Regions from separate parts of the Zea mays genome. Here regions 2 and 3 are each linked to region 1. A link is a contact called in public Hi-C data. All regions are on one chromosome and are shown on one strand. Each heading gives the region's core, a stretch centred on a gene start, on an enhancer-like site or on the middle of the called end of the contact. The rest is flanking DNA. Distances are from core to core; before and after follow the strand shown. Region 1 holds the start of LOC103638319 (leucine-rich repeat receptor-like protein kinase PEPR1). Region 2 holds the start of LOC103638337 (acyl-[acyl-carrier-protein] desaturase 6, chloroplastic-like). Region 3 has its middle 3.9 kb from the start of LOC103638311.

What was found. Hi-C and Micro-C count contacts between places; a contact is called where the count stands out from the background.
Region 2: a Hi-C map of ear shows a contact between it and region 1, with 4 times the contacts expected there. The contact joins the promoter of LOC103638337 here to the promoter of LOC103638319 in region 1. A contact is called at or near these places in 2 of 25 Hi-C or Micro-C datasets (ear and tassel).
Region 3: a contact with region 1 is called in a Hi-C map of leaf mesophyll, with 4 times the contacts expected there. The contact joins the enhancer-like site here to the promoter of LOC103638319 in region 1. A contact is called at or near these places in 3 of 25 Hi-C or Micro-C datasets (endosperm, leaf mesophyll and tassel).

Annotation. Positions count from the first base shown.
Region 1 is chr1:122,208,103-122,212,503 of Zm-B73-REFERENCE-NAM-5.0, reverse strand. It overlaps LOC103638319 (leucine-rich repeat receptor-like protein kinase PEPR1), which reads left to right and starts at 2,102. Exons shown (of 2, transcript XM_008661268.2): 1 at 2,102-4,401. The coding sequence starts at 2,219.
Region 2 is chr1:122,703,529-122,707,929 of Zm-B73-REFERENCE-NAM-5.0, reverse strand. LOC103638337 (acyl-[acyl-carrier-protein] desaturase 6, chloroplastic-like) reads left to right here and starts at 2,355. Exons shown (of 2, transcript NM_001346942.1): 1 at 2,355-2,601; 2 at 2,766-4,222. The coding sequence starts at 2,456. The coding sequence ends at 3,924.
Region 3 is chr1:121,926,312-121,930,712 of Zm-B73-REFERENCE-NAM-5.0, reverse strand. No RefSeq gene overlaps it. Among protein-coding and RNA genes, the nearest start is that of LOC103638311, 3.9 kb to the left of the region's middle. Within about 2 kb of position 2,357, at least 16 of the 20 cell types and tissues checked have an H3K27ac peak or open chromatin away from gene starts, as enhancers often do. A contact at or near this core is called in leaf mesophyll and tassel, where this site is marked.

The DNA of each region.
Region 1 (4,401 bases), core at 853-3,352:
ATGGAGATACATTATTCATGATTACACTTTTATTCTCTATTTATTATTACTGTTCATGTTAAGATCATTATGTTAATGGGAACATGGAACGATCACTCGTGAAAACAGTGCTACCACAAGGGTTTAATGGGACGCCCTTGGCTGATTAACTAGAAAAGCTAGTGGATGACTTCCTTAGCCGAAAGGGGCAAGGGTAGTAGGGGAGTGGTCAGTGTAGGGAGGTCCTTGGATTGATTTTGCTGCGATGGCAGTCAGGCGAGGGATTCCTGCACTGGAGCTTCCTATAAACTGTAGCGGGAATTTCTGAAGATAGTGGAACTTTGTAAAGGCCTCATAGTGTTACCTTGCCTCGCCTCCTCGGTAGAGGTGTATGGGATTGGCTGTCTCTTGGCAGATGGGTAACATGACTTGTGGGTAAAGATGTGCAACCTTTGCAGAGTGTAAAACTGGTATACTAGTCGTGCTCGCGGTCATGAGCAGCTCAAACACTCACATGATTAATTTATGGAACTAAATTCAATTTGTCATATGCATTGCATCGCAGGTGTTGTTGTTACTTTTGTTATACTACTTAATTGGGTTGGTATTTACTTATACTTAGTAATTGCTAATAAAATTTTGATCAACTTTAAAAGCAATGCTCAACTTCAATCATCCTCTTTGGTAAGCCTTACACTTCACATGAGCTCCCATCTTTGGCGAGTTCATGCACATTATTCCCCACAACTTGTTGAGCTATGAACATATGTGAGCTCACTCTTGCTGTCTCACACACCCCCACATGTCAAGAACAAGTACCGTAGGATGAGGCGCATGGAGGATGCTGCGATGTGTTCATGAGAGGTCTAGGCCATCGTCTCCCAGTCAACTTTGGATTGCTGGGCCGTTGTCTCCTTATAATGTAATTATTTATTTATTTTGTACATAACTCCTATTATATAGTAAAGTTGTGACATTCGATCATGTGCCATGATTCATCATATGTGTGAGACTTGGTCCCAGCACACCTGGTGATTATGTTCACGGCCGGGTCTTGGTGCCCCGAAACCCGGGTGTGACATCTCCCTACGCCGCCTTCTTGCTTCATCGAGACGAAGCTTGCTTCGTCGTACTTCCATTGATCTATGTCGAAGCTTTTCTGGTAATGAAGCTCCTGTAATACTTAATAATATGCTGAAAATAAAGGGTTATTCGTGTTTTTTGAGGACCTTCGAAAGACGAAGGTCCCTAACAGCCATGACTCAATATTGAAGATGAGAGGATGAACTATAATGAACAGTTCTTGGTATTAGTGTTAAGTTGTAATTTTTAATTATAATCATCCAAACAACCGAATTTGGTGCTAGCCAATATCAATTCTAATTCTAATTTGTAATCTAGAGGATGAGTAGTGATATGAATACTCAATATGGTGACACCATACATGAGTGTGGTTGGGCCATCACCAAGGTCAGCCAAGGCATGGATTGCCAAACCGCCGCATAAGCTACCAAGGGTTGTTAGCAAATAATGCAAATACGGATGAAACATTAGACATAAAACTTTAGGGCTTCTTTGTTTTGGTGTCAATTCATGTGAATTGGATGAGATTGGTTCGGATTAAATGCATAGCAAGTCAAAATCTATCATAATCCTATCCAATACACTCCAATCCATATGAAAATATCAATAACCGAAAGACCTTATATGAAAAACTTTTGCGAGAAAAATCATAGATGTCAAGCGGCAATCTTCACGATACGGAAAGAGTTGTATACTTGTATGTCCTCTCTATGTCTTACAATACATACATACATAAATAAATAAATAAATAAATAAATACATATCTTATCGTCCCCTCTAAGCCGTCCGTCACCCACCACGACGTCTTGGACCGTTGACCGTCATCTTCCATCCGCACCACCACACCGGATTCGCCGGCCACTCATCAAATCACGCGCACTGCGCCGCCACCTGTCTCGGTGGGTACCACCGCACACCAACAGCTTCCTTTTCGGCAGCACCGATCCGGCGGGGCCCATTTCCAAATCCCACTTCAATTCCCTGATGCTGCCGCCACTATCCCACTGACCACACAACCGCAGCCGTCAAATGCCCAGTCATCTGTCTCTGACTCTGTTCCCGTTCCCCCCTTCAAAGCGCCGCGCACGGGGCACACCAAGAAACAAGCAGCAGCAGCCTACTCAATGCTCAAGGCAGCATACTGCAGCTCCCTCCAATGTCTTGGGCCGCCGCATTCTTGATCCTTGTCACCATCGCCTTCTCCGTTACGCCGGCGCCGTCCGAAGGCGCTAGTGAAGCGGCCGTCCTGCGCGCCTTCATCGCGTCCCTGCCGCCAGCTTCCCGGCGCGTCCTCCGCCTGTCGTGGAGGGCGACGAACGCCACCACCAGTGGCGGCAGGTCGAGCCACTGCGCGTTCCTGGGCGTCCAGTGCACCGCCACGGGCGCGGTTGCGGCAGTTAACCTCTCCGGAGCGGGGTTGTCCGGCTCGCTCACGGCGTCCGCGCCTCGGCTCTGCGCTCTACCGGCGCTCGCCGTGCTCGACCTCAGCCGGAACCGCTTCACGGGCCCCGTCCCCGCCGCCCTCACGGCGTGCTCCGTGGTTTCTGCGCTACTACTCAGCGGAAATCTCCTCACCGGTGCTGTTCCCCCGGAGCTCCTCTCCTCGCGCCAGCTCCGGAAGGTCGACCTCAGCTACAACACGCTCGCCGGTGAGATCTCCGGCTCGGGCTCGCCGGTCATCGAGTACCTCGACCTCAGCGTCAACATGCTCTCCGGGACAATTCCGCCGGATCTCGCCGCGCTCCCGTCGCTCAGCTACTTGGACCTGAGCAGCAACAATATGTCTGGACCATTGCCGGAGTTTCCTGCACGGTGCAGGATCGTCTACCTCAGCCTCTTCTACAACCAGCTCTCCGGCGCGATTCCCCGGAGCCTCGCCAACTGCGGCAACCTCACCACCTTGTACCTGTCCTACAATGGCATCGGCGGAAAGGTGCCAGATTTTTTCTCATCCATGCCGAACCTGCAGATTCTTTACCTTGACGACAACAAGTTCGTCGGGGAGCTGCCAGAGAGCATCGGTAAGGCTCTGAGTCTACAACAACTGGTGGTGTCCAGTAACGGGTTTACTGGCACTGTGCCAGATGCAATTGGGAAGTGTCAGTCACTGAAAATGCTCTACTTGGATCGCAACAATTTCAATGGCTCAATTCCGGTGTTCGTCAGCAATATTAGCAGCCTAAAGAAGTTCTCTATGGCTCACAATAACATTTCTGGAAGAATTCCACCTGAAATTGGGAAGTGCCAGGAGTTGGTTGAGCTACAGCTCCAGAACAACAGCCTGTCCGGCACAATACCACCGGAGATTTGCATGCTTAGCCAGCTGCAGATATTTTTCCTCTACAATAATAGCCTTAGCGGCGAGCTACCCGCAGAGATCACTCAAATGAGGAACCTAAGCGAGATCTCCCTGTTCGGCAATAACTTAACTGGAGTGTTGCCGCAGGCCCTGGGGTTGAACACAACACCTGGACTTTTTCAGGTCGACCTCACTGGCAACCACTTCCACGGGGAAATTCCACCTGGTCTTTGTACTGGAGGTCAACTCAGCGTTCTTGATCTTGGATACAACAAGTTCAATGGAAGCTTACCTATTGGAATTGTTCAATGTGAGTCTCTCCGGAGGTTAATTCTGAAGAACAATGTCATCAGTGGGACCATACCTGCGAATTTCAGCACAAACATAGGACTGGCTTACATGGACATCAGTGGCAATCTGCTCCATGGTGTGATACCTGCTGTCCTTGGTTCATGGCGCAATCTAACAATGCTTGATGTCTCCAATAACCTCTTCTCTGGACCAATACCACGTGAGCTCGGTGCTTTAACAAAGCTCGAGACTCTGCGCATGTCGTCAAACAGGCTTAAAGGTCGTATACCACATGAGTTAGGAAACTGTACACATCTTCTCCATTTGGATCTTGGGAAGAATCTCCTCAACGGAAGTATACCTGCAGAAATCACGTCATTTGGTCGCCTGCAAAGCCTTCTACTCAGCGCAAACAACCTCACGGGAACAATACCGGACACATTCACTGCAGCACAGGATTTAATTGAGCTGCAGCTTGGTGACAATCGTTTGGAAGGAGCAGTTCCTCGCAGCCTAGGGAACCTTCAGTACCTGTCCAAAGCTCTCAACATTAGCCACAACAGATTGAGCGGCCAAATCCCAAGTAGCCTTGGCAACCTAGAAGATCTGGAGCTGCTTGACTTGTCAGTGAATTCTTTGTCCGGCCCAATCCCACCACAGCTGAGCAACATGGTCTCACTTTTGGTTGTGAACATTTCGTTCAACGAACTATCTGGTCAGCTCCCTGGAAGCTGGGCTAAGCTTGCAGC
Region 2 (4,401 bases), core at 1,106-3,605, 500 kb before region 1:
GTGTCCGGTGCACCAAGGGACTCCAAGCCAAACTTCGCACCTTCGGGAATTTTCAGAGGTGCTTCGCTATAATTCACCGGACATGTCCGGTGCTCCAGAGGAGAGCGACTCTGAACTCGCCAGCTTCGAATTCCCGCTCCGCTATAATTCACCGGACATGTCCGGTGCACACCAGACTGTCCGGTGAGCCAGCGGAGCAACGGCTACTTCGCGCCAACGGTCGACTGCAACGCATTAAATGCGCGCCAGTGCGTGCAGAGGAGCAGAGCACGCGCGAGTGGCACACCGGACAGTCTACAGGACTTGTCCGGTGCACCACCGGACAGCCAGGCGGGCCCACACGTTAGAGCTCCAACGGTCGGAACCCAACGACCTGGTGACGTGGCTGGCGCACCGGACAGTGTCCGGTGCGCCATGCGACAGCATCCTCCACCAAACGGCTAGTTTGGTGGTTGGGGTTATAAATACCCCCAACCACCCCACATTCAAGTCATCCAAGTTTTCCACCTTCCAACTACTTACAAGAGCTAGGCATTCAATACAAGACACACCCAAGTGATCAAATCCTCTCCCAATTCCACAAAAGCCTTAGTGTTAAGGGAGAGTGATTTGTTGTGTTCTTTTGAGCTCTTGCGCTTGGATTGCTTCTTTTCTTTCTCAATCTTTCTTGAGATCAAACTCACTTGTAATTGAGGCAAGAGACACCAATTATGTGGTGGTCCTTGCGGGAACTTTGTGTTCCAATTGCTTGAGAAGAAGAAGCTCACTCGATCTGAGGGACCGTTTGAGAGAGGGAAAGGGTTGAAAGAGACCCGGTCTTTGTAACCACCTCAACGGGGAGTAGGTTTGCAAGAACCGAACCTCGGTAAAACAAATCCGCGTGTCACACTCTTTATTCGCTTGCGATTTGTTTTACGCCCTCTCTCTCGGACTCGTTTCTATTTCTAACGCTAACCCGGCTTGTAGTTGTGATTAATCTTGTAAATTTCAGTTTCGCCCTATTCACCCCCCTCTAGGCGACTTTCAGGTAGCATGTATAACATGTCCTATCTTATATTTAGAGAAAATTACATCCTCTATATTCTCAAATGGTGTCATTCTAAGCAACCTCTAAATATAGAGAACACTCCTGCACTCTCTCTCTCTCTCTCTATATATATATATATATATATATATATATATATATATATATATATATATATATATATATATATATATATATATATATATATATATATATATATATATATATATATATATATATATATATATATATATTCTCATCTTCTCCCTATTTTAATAATTTAAATAGTGGATTAAGAGAATTAAAATATGTATAATATATTTGAGGGTATGACAACTATATGTGTACAAAAACTAGAGAAAAATATGTCTCTAATATATGTATTTAACAAATAAAGGCTAAGATATGGAAAACATACGCTGCTGAAAAGGAATGAAATATAGAGGAGAAAAACTTTTAGGGCTAGTTTGGAAGCAAGGGAAGCCAAATCCATAAAGAGAAAACATCTCATAAATAACTAATAGGATTGCTTACCCTAGAAAGAGGTAGGAATACCAAGAGGATATTAGTTTCCAAAGTAGCCTTTAGAGGAGACTATAATGAAAAAAATATAAATAAGGGATATAGAAAATATTGTTAGAGGTATAGTGTGACACTATGTCGCTTCTTTTCTCACTTTGTACTCCCTTCGTCCGTGAAAAATGCAATTATAGGATGTATGCAGATTAAATTGTCCCAAGTTTAATTAAATTTATTGTAAATAATATTAATATTTATGTCTTCGAATAAATATATTATAAAAATATATTCTACAACTAAGCTAATGATACTTATCTTGTATCAAGACTGTTAATATTTTTATATAAATTCGTTTAAAGTTAGAACTATTTAACTACTCGAAAACGAGAATTATACTTTTTGATGGACGGAAAGAGTTTATATATAAGACATATTCGCGAAGTTGAGTTTCCATTTGCACGTGATGAAGTAGAAAGCAGCAAAATATATAAATATGCTGCCAGATTCGAAAACAGTCATCCATTCTTCCGTCGTCTTTTTTTACTGCGTGGTGACTGGGAACAATGCCTGCATTCATTGGCCTTGATGAGAACCATGTGAGAAAGGGTCGGAATCAGATAGGAGAGGACGAGAGCGACGAGGTAGGCTGGTAGGGTGGATGAGTAGCATACATGTGCCAGTACCTCTCTGAGACTGAATTAACTCTTGCCATTTACTCCTACCAAACAACTGCGCTGAGCAAATAACTGCGCCAATCTAGCTGCTCGAGCTATAAAGAACGCCCCCCGAGGACCTAGTGTGCTGCAGCCAGCAGATGCAACAAACAACCCAAGTCTGGTTTTTTTTTTACCCCTGGTGCAGGGCTCTCTGGGCTCGAGTGTAGTCATCTCCTCTGCACGCTGTTTCAACACAATGATCATGGCATCAGCCTTTTACAAGTTTGGGTACCAGTCGTGTAAACTGAGTGGTCCTGGTGCATGCAAACAACCTACAGCCACCGCCGCTGCTAGCGGCGGCAACGGTGTCCATGCCCTAGCGACAATCACGCGCAGGAACTGGTACGTGTATAACAAAATAAGTGCAGCATAGCAAAGCAACCACCGCAAATTAAACTGCGTTTTTTTTCTAATAATTCAGACGTACGTGTCTTGCGTTGAGTGATTGTTGACGTATGCAACGCAACTACATATATGCCATGCATGCTGAGTCGTCCAATGAGCAGGAGGTGCCGGAATATGGCTACCACAGCAAGTGGAACGACGACTATGGCCGTGGCCGGACGTCGGCGAGAGAAGAAGGACGACGTGGTCGAGGGGGAGGACGAATGGCGCAGCTACCTGGCTCCGGAGAGGCTGGAAATGCTGAGACAGATGGAGCCGTGGGTGGAAGAGCACGTGCTACCGTTGCTCAAGCCGGTGGAGGCGTCGTGGCAGCCGTCCGACCTGCTACCGGACCCGGCGAATCTGGGCAGCGACGGCTTCCACGCCGCGTGCCTCGAGCTCCGAGCGGCCGCGGCGGGGGTGCCGGACGACCTCCTCGTCTGCCTCGTCGCCAACATGATCACGGAGGAGGCGCTGCCCTCGTACCCGAGCGGGCTGAACCGCCTCGAGGTCGTGCGGGACGCCACGGGAGCCGACGCCACGGCGTGGGCGCGCTGGATCCGCGGCTGGTCCGCCGAGGAGAACCGCCACGGCGACGTGCTCAACCGCTACATGCACCTCTCGGGCCGCTTCCACATGCGCGAGGTGGAGCGCACCGTGCAGCGCCTCATCCGCGACGGGGTGATAGTGCACGCGCCGGCGAGCCCGTTCCACGGCTTCGTCTACGTCGCCTTCCAGGAGCGCGCCACCGCCATCGCGCACGGCAACACGGCGCGCCTCGTGGGCGCGCGCGGGGCCGGGGACGCCGCTCTCGCGCGCATCTGCGGCACCGTCGCCGCCGACGAGAAGCGGCACGAGGCGGCGTACACCCGCGTCGTGGGCAAGTTCTTCGAGGCCGACCCGGACGCCGCCGTGCGCGCCATGGCGTACATGATGCGGCGCCGGATCGACATGCCCACTGTGCTCATCAACGACGGCCGCCACAGCAGCGGCGACTTCTACGCTCGCTTCGTCGCCATCGCGCAGCAGGCCGGCACGTACACGGTTTCCGACTACCGCGCCATTCTCGAGCACTTCATACGGCAGTGGGGCGTCGAGGAACTTGCGGCGGGGCTCACCGGCGAGGGGAGGCGCGCGCGGGACTACCTGTGCGCGCTGCCGCACAAGATAAAGAGGATGGAAGAGAAGGCCCACGATAGAGCGGTCAAAGCACAAAAGAAACCCACACCCATCCCCATCAACTGGATCTTCGATAGGACCATTCCTGTCATTCTACCTTAGTGTTTATCTTTTTCGATCTTTGTTTGGGTATCTATGCTGTTATTGTAAGCTAATTCCATGGACCTTGATAGCGTCGTTCATGCCTACGTGTCGATAGCATCATTAGTGTCGTTCTACCCTTAATCCTGTTATGCCACGTTAGGTACCATTTTTTTCCATAAGAGAATATTTACAAATTTATAATTTGTTGGATCGAGGTGATACAGGGAACTTAAAATGCTCTCAGCCTCTGCATTACGGTCTTACGAGCTTTTTACATGGTTGAGACACACTAATAATATTTAATTTATAGACAAAATTCTTTATTATTAGTTACCTGTTAAGATTCCTGTAGAAAAACGGTACATGACAACACAATTAAAGATATTAGATCTTCGTCTTTCAAATATGTTGGGAGCCTTCGGCTTCCGAAGGTCTCAAAAACGTGATTTAACAATGTTTCTGAAGTATAATACAAGATCAGGTACTTTCGGACAT
Region 3 (4,401 bases), core at 1,108-3,607, 280 kb after region 1:
TAATGAGGACTTAACCTATTTAAGATTTTAGAAACATCACGTAGAATTACCCGAAGTACAGTTATCAACATGTGCAAAATTCAGTGGAGTCATCACTTAGAAGATGAGGCAACTTGGGAAAGAGAAGATGAACTCAGCATAATTCCCCTAGTTATTCTCAAAAGTTCTCTAATCTCGAGGACGAGATTCTTTTTAGGGGGTAGGTTTTGTAACACCTCAAATCCATCAATTAAAAGTAATTCAATATTATTTGTTAAACTTAGTAAAGAGAAATGATTTTAGAATAAAAGAAAGCGATGACATAAAGATATATATATATATATATAATTAATCTTCTTGAGTAAATTAAAATTTGAATCAAGTGGTTGTTGCATTTATTTTTTGAGCATGCTTTTTTGTTTGCTAATAATCGATTGATGATTTTATTTATTGTATCCTTTTATTGCAAAATTCAATTAATTTATATGATAGACTTAGGTCTAAAACTAAAAGTTTAGTATTTTATTTATAGATATTGTTGGTGAACTAAATATAACTTTTGAAATATTTAAATATAATTATTTATATGTTCTAAAAAAGAAAAGTAAGGGATTTCGAAATAAAAAAGGAAAAAAGTGATACCCTAGCCGACCGCTCGAACCACTAGGCCCACCAGCCACCCGCTCCCGCACTCACTCCCCTCCCTCTCTCATGGGCGTGCGGGACCCACCTGCGACCCCTTCTCCTACCCGATCGTCGCCTGGGCACGCCTCTGCGCCGCTCGGCTCACCCCAACGCCTCCCAGCACCTCCTCGCCTCTCTTCGACTAGGAACCGCTACCGACTCTCCCTCTCCCCCACCTCATCCACCATGGTCATCAGCATGGCTTTGATGGTGCCGCCTCCTCGCCTCTCCTTGTCCCCAGCGCCCTTTCTCCTCTCCCATTTTCTAAAAATAGAGGTCTGCACCGCCGTGGATCCATTCTTGGCCACCCCGAGCTCTCCCACGCTTCTCCTCTCTCCTTGTCGTCGTCCACCGCCGCCGCCGACCGACCGACCTCTACTCGACGCCCCGGATGACCCGCCGTAGAAATGCCATTCGCCGACCACCGCCGTCTGTCTCTTCTGCTCGACCGACCACTGCCGACCTCTCCTACTCGCTTCGACCACCCGCCGACCCCTCCCCAGCTCGCCGACCTCCCTACACAAGGAAACAAAGAACAGAGGTTGAAGATGACTCAAAATTTGTGTTCTACCTAGAGACTACTTTTTAATTTCGTTTAGATCCCCTGCAATAGATTCTCTATTTCAAAAATATGTATTTGAGCTCAAATGAAATGATGTTTGTATTACTAGCTTTGTAATTGTGATAAGCAAATTTTAATTTCTATTTCTATTACTTCTATATTTCCTGTTATGCAATTTGAATTATGTTTTTCATAATTAGGTTGAGCGTATTTCTCCAAATAAAAGGTAGATCACATTTTGATTAGCTAGAAATAAAATCTAATTACCTTTGCTCTTAAGGTGTGATTTAGATTTAATATCAAGACTCATATGTTCATGTGCAAAAATACATATTGTTTATTCAATAAGAAATAATAGAGTTTCTACTAGTTTTGAAATACTATAAGATGTGATCATGTCTACTCTAGTATAAGTATTAGTTTAATTTAGTTATCTTAATGTTAAGGTTATGTGACTTCTAAATAACATTGTAACGACTAGTATAATATCTTTTTAGAAAGAAAGAATAAAAATAAAATGTAACCTGTGTTGCACCGATTTGTGGGGTCGCTGCACCAGTCCTTCAACCCACGCGCGCTCGTCTGGACACTGATAGGTGGGACCAAAACTCTAGATCCTTCTTCCAAACTGAATTCTGTTATTCAGTTATGAATCGTCCACATGGGATGCGATCCCTCTGCCCCTCCGATCCGATCTTCCGTGTCGCTATAAAAAACACCTGGACTCCTCGTGCTGAGATAAGGGACGTCGCTGTCGCGGCCATCTCGGGACTCGGGCTTACCCTGCTGCGCCGCCAGTGGAGAGGTACTGGGCATTTTGGCTGCCATGTGCAGAACATGCGGCCAGCCCAGTGGAGGAACGAGAAGCCTCGGAGCACCCGGAGTTTGTCACTGAAGTTGGGTTTTGCAGGCAAGCTGCCTCGTGCCGTGGATGTCTCTGCTCCGACGCTCCCCTCGGTAAGGACACCGTCTGTTGATTCTTCACATCTTGGGGAACATTTTGCACTTCGCTACACGCAAATCCACGCACCGGAGCACCGGATTGGGCTAATCCGGCGACGTCTCTGTCGTGGGGGTGGGTGGCATCGCCGTCTCACGTCATCATGGCGGAAGAAGCATCGTGACCGTTGGATGTTGAGCGAGGGCTGAGATTAGAGGAAGAATACGGCCAAATTCGTCCTGAGCCGTCGATGGTGTGATAAGAGATCACAATTGAGATCATGGCCAGGGGCGCCGTTGGCCATTGATCTGGTTCTGGACTGCCATGATTAGATGGTTTGCATACCCTTTGGGTATTGAATCTGTGTCGTAGAAATTGATCGGATGGTTCATAATAAAACCGCGCTTCGTTAAAAATAGACCACAGATACAAGTTCGTAGAGGCTAAACAAGTCCATTACAAGTCCTGTCCAGTGCATACACTACCTAACAAATCTATACAGTCCAAGTCAACGTCTCCTAATCTTACCCTTGTCTAAAGTATCGGTGCCTAGAGTGTAACGTTGTGGAGAGCAGTGTCGCCTACGATGTTTTGATTGTGTCAAAAGAGCCCTCTAAAGCTGTGAAGGTCCGATCTCGTCCTGATCGTAGTCCAAGCCAACGCCCAGTCCTGTGGACGGCGTTGCTGTGTGGCTATACGACGGTACATGAACATTATGTGCAACATTGGTCCTACAGCTACGGCAAGCAGTAGCTCCACGTAGGCGCCTAGATAAACGCTGCACGCCGAAGACATATTAATTTACGACATATCAAAGCTATAATCATAACAAGCTAAATGTTATAAACACTGCAGTAGGCTTACCTCCAAGAAGCTACGCATGCTGTTGTCGCCCACAGTCAAAAGCTGGTGATCAATGTCCTGTACCGAGCGTCTCAATGTGTTACCCTGTACAACACAATTTGCATCAAACATACACTTGATACATGTCAAGTATTAAAAGTGAGTGAAACCATTTTAAAATTTACCACTCGATCCAAGATGGGTGCCGCCTCCACTTGGCTTCCTAGTCTAGTGGTCTGGTCGTACTCCGTGTCTTCATCGTCGGAAGAATCAATGTCGGCGTAGTGATCCGCTGTCCACTACTGACGAAGCTTACAACGAGTCGCACCCTGGTACCAAGCTTGGTACCGCATGTAGTCATTGTTGTTGTGCAACTCATCGTTTTCATGCACATTCTCCACAGCCAAATCCCACTCTTCAATAAATGCCAGATGATGTTGACGAAAGTCTGTTATCTTTTTTTTGCTTCCGCCAGTCAAATCTACACACAAACCATATCATTTAAAAAATACAAAAAATTTTACAAATGATTGATGTAACGAAGTCAACTGGAATAATTTGCATATTGCAAACTTACTTGTGCAGCTCCCTAGAACTTGGAATATCTTCAACCGGCCATATCTGATTCCTACCAAACTGCCTCTCAACCTTGTGCGGTAGGTGCCACTCAACATACCAGAAACAGATCATAGGACATTGCATCCTATAGATTTCCTCATCGATATTGCATACTGAGCTAAAGATCATCCCATCCAACTCAGGTGTGTTGTATGGTTGCCATGTGACCTGAGATAAATGAAGAAATCAATGTTAAGTTTAATGAAACAAATTTCATAATGATAAGATATAAATATTGAGTACTTATGCTAGAGGCCGAGAGCATTTCAAGCTCGTTCACATACTCCATATATGCCCTCTTAGCTCTGGCAAAGGGAGATGCCACTTGGTCCCAAACATAAGCATATTTCAGTCGAAGACGGTCATTTCCAGCAACGTTCCATGGTTTAGGCTGAAAAACACGTGGCCGACCAACTGGTATGCGAAACCACATCCATATCTATAGGACATAGACACAACCGCCTACAGACGAAGAGGAGGAGGTACGACGATAAGCCTCACAAAGGTGTCGGTACAAAAAAGAAAGCATGGCGGAGGCCCAACTATAGTGTCCAGCTGTATCCCAGTCGGTTAGACATGGGATGTACATCCATGATGCGCAGTCCCCTGTTGCGTCTAGGAAGATAACACAACCAAACATGTGCAGGATCCAAGCCCAACAGTAGACCTGGATTGTATCTGCATCAGCATTAACAGGGCACACACCAAACGTCTGACGAAGCCATGTGATGCGTATTCCAGCAGTCCTGTCAACACCCACAGCAGGAAGCTCTCT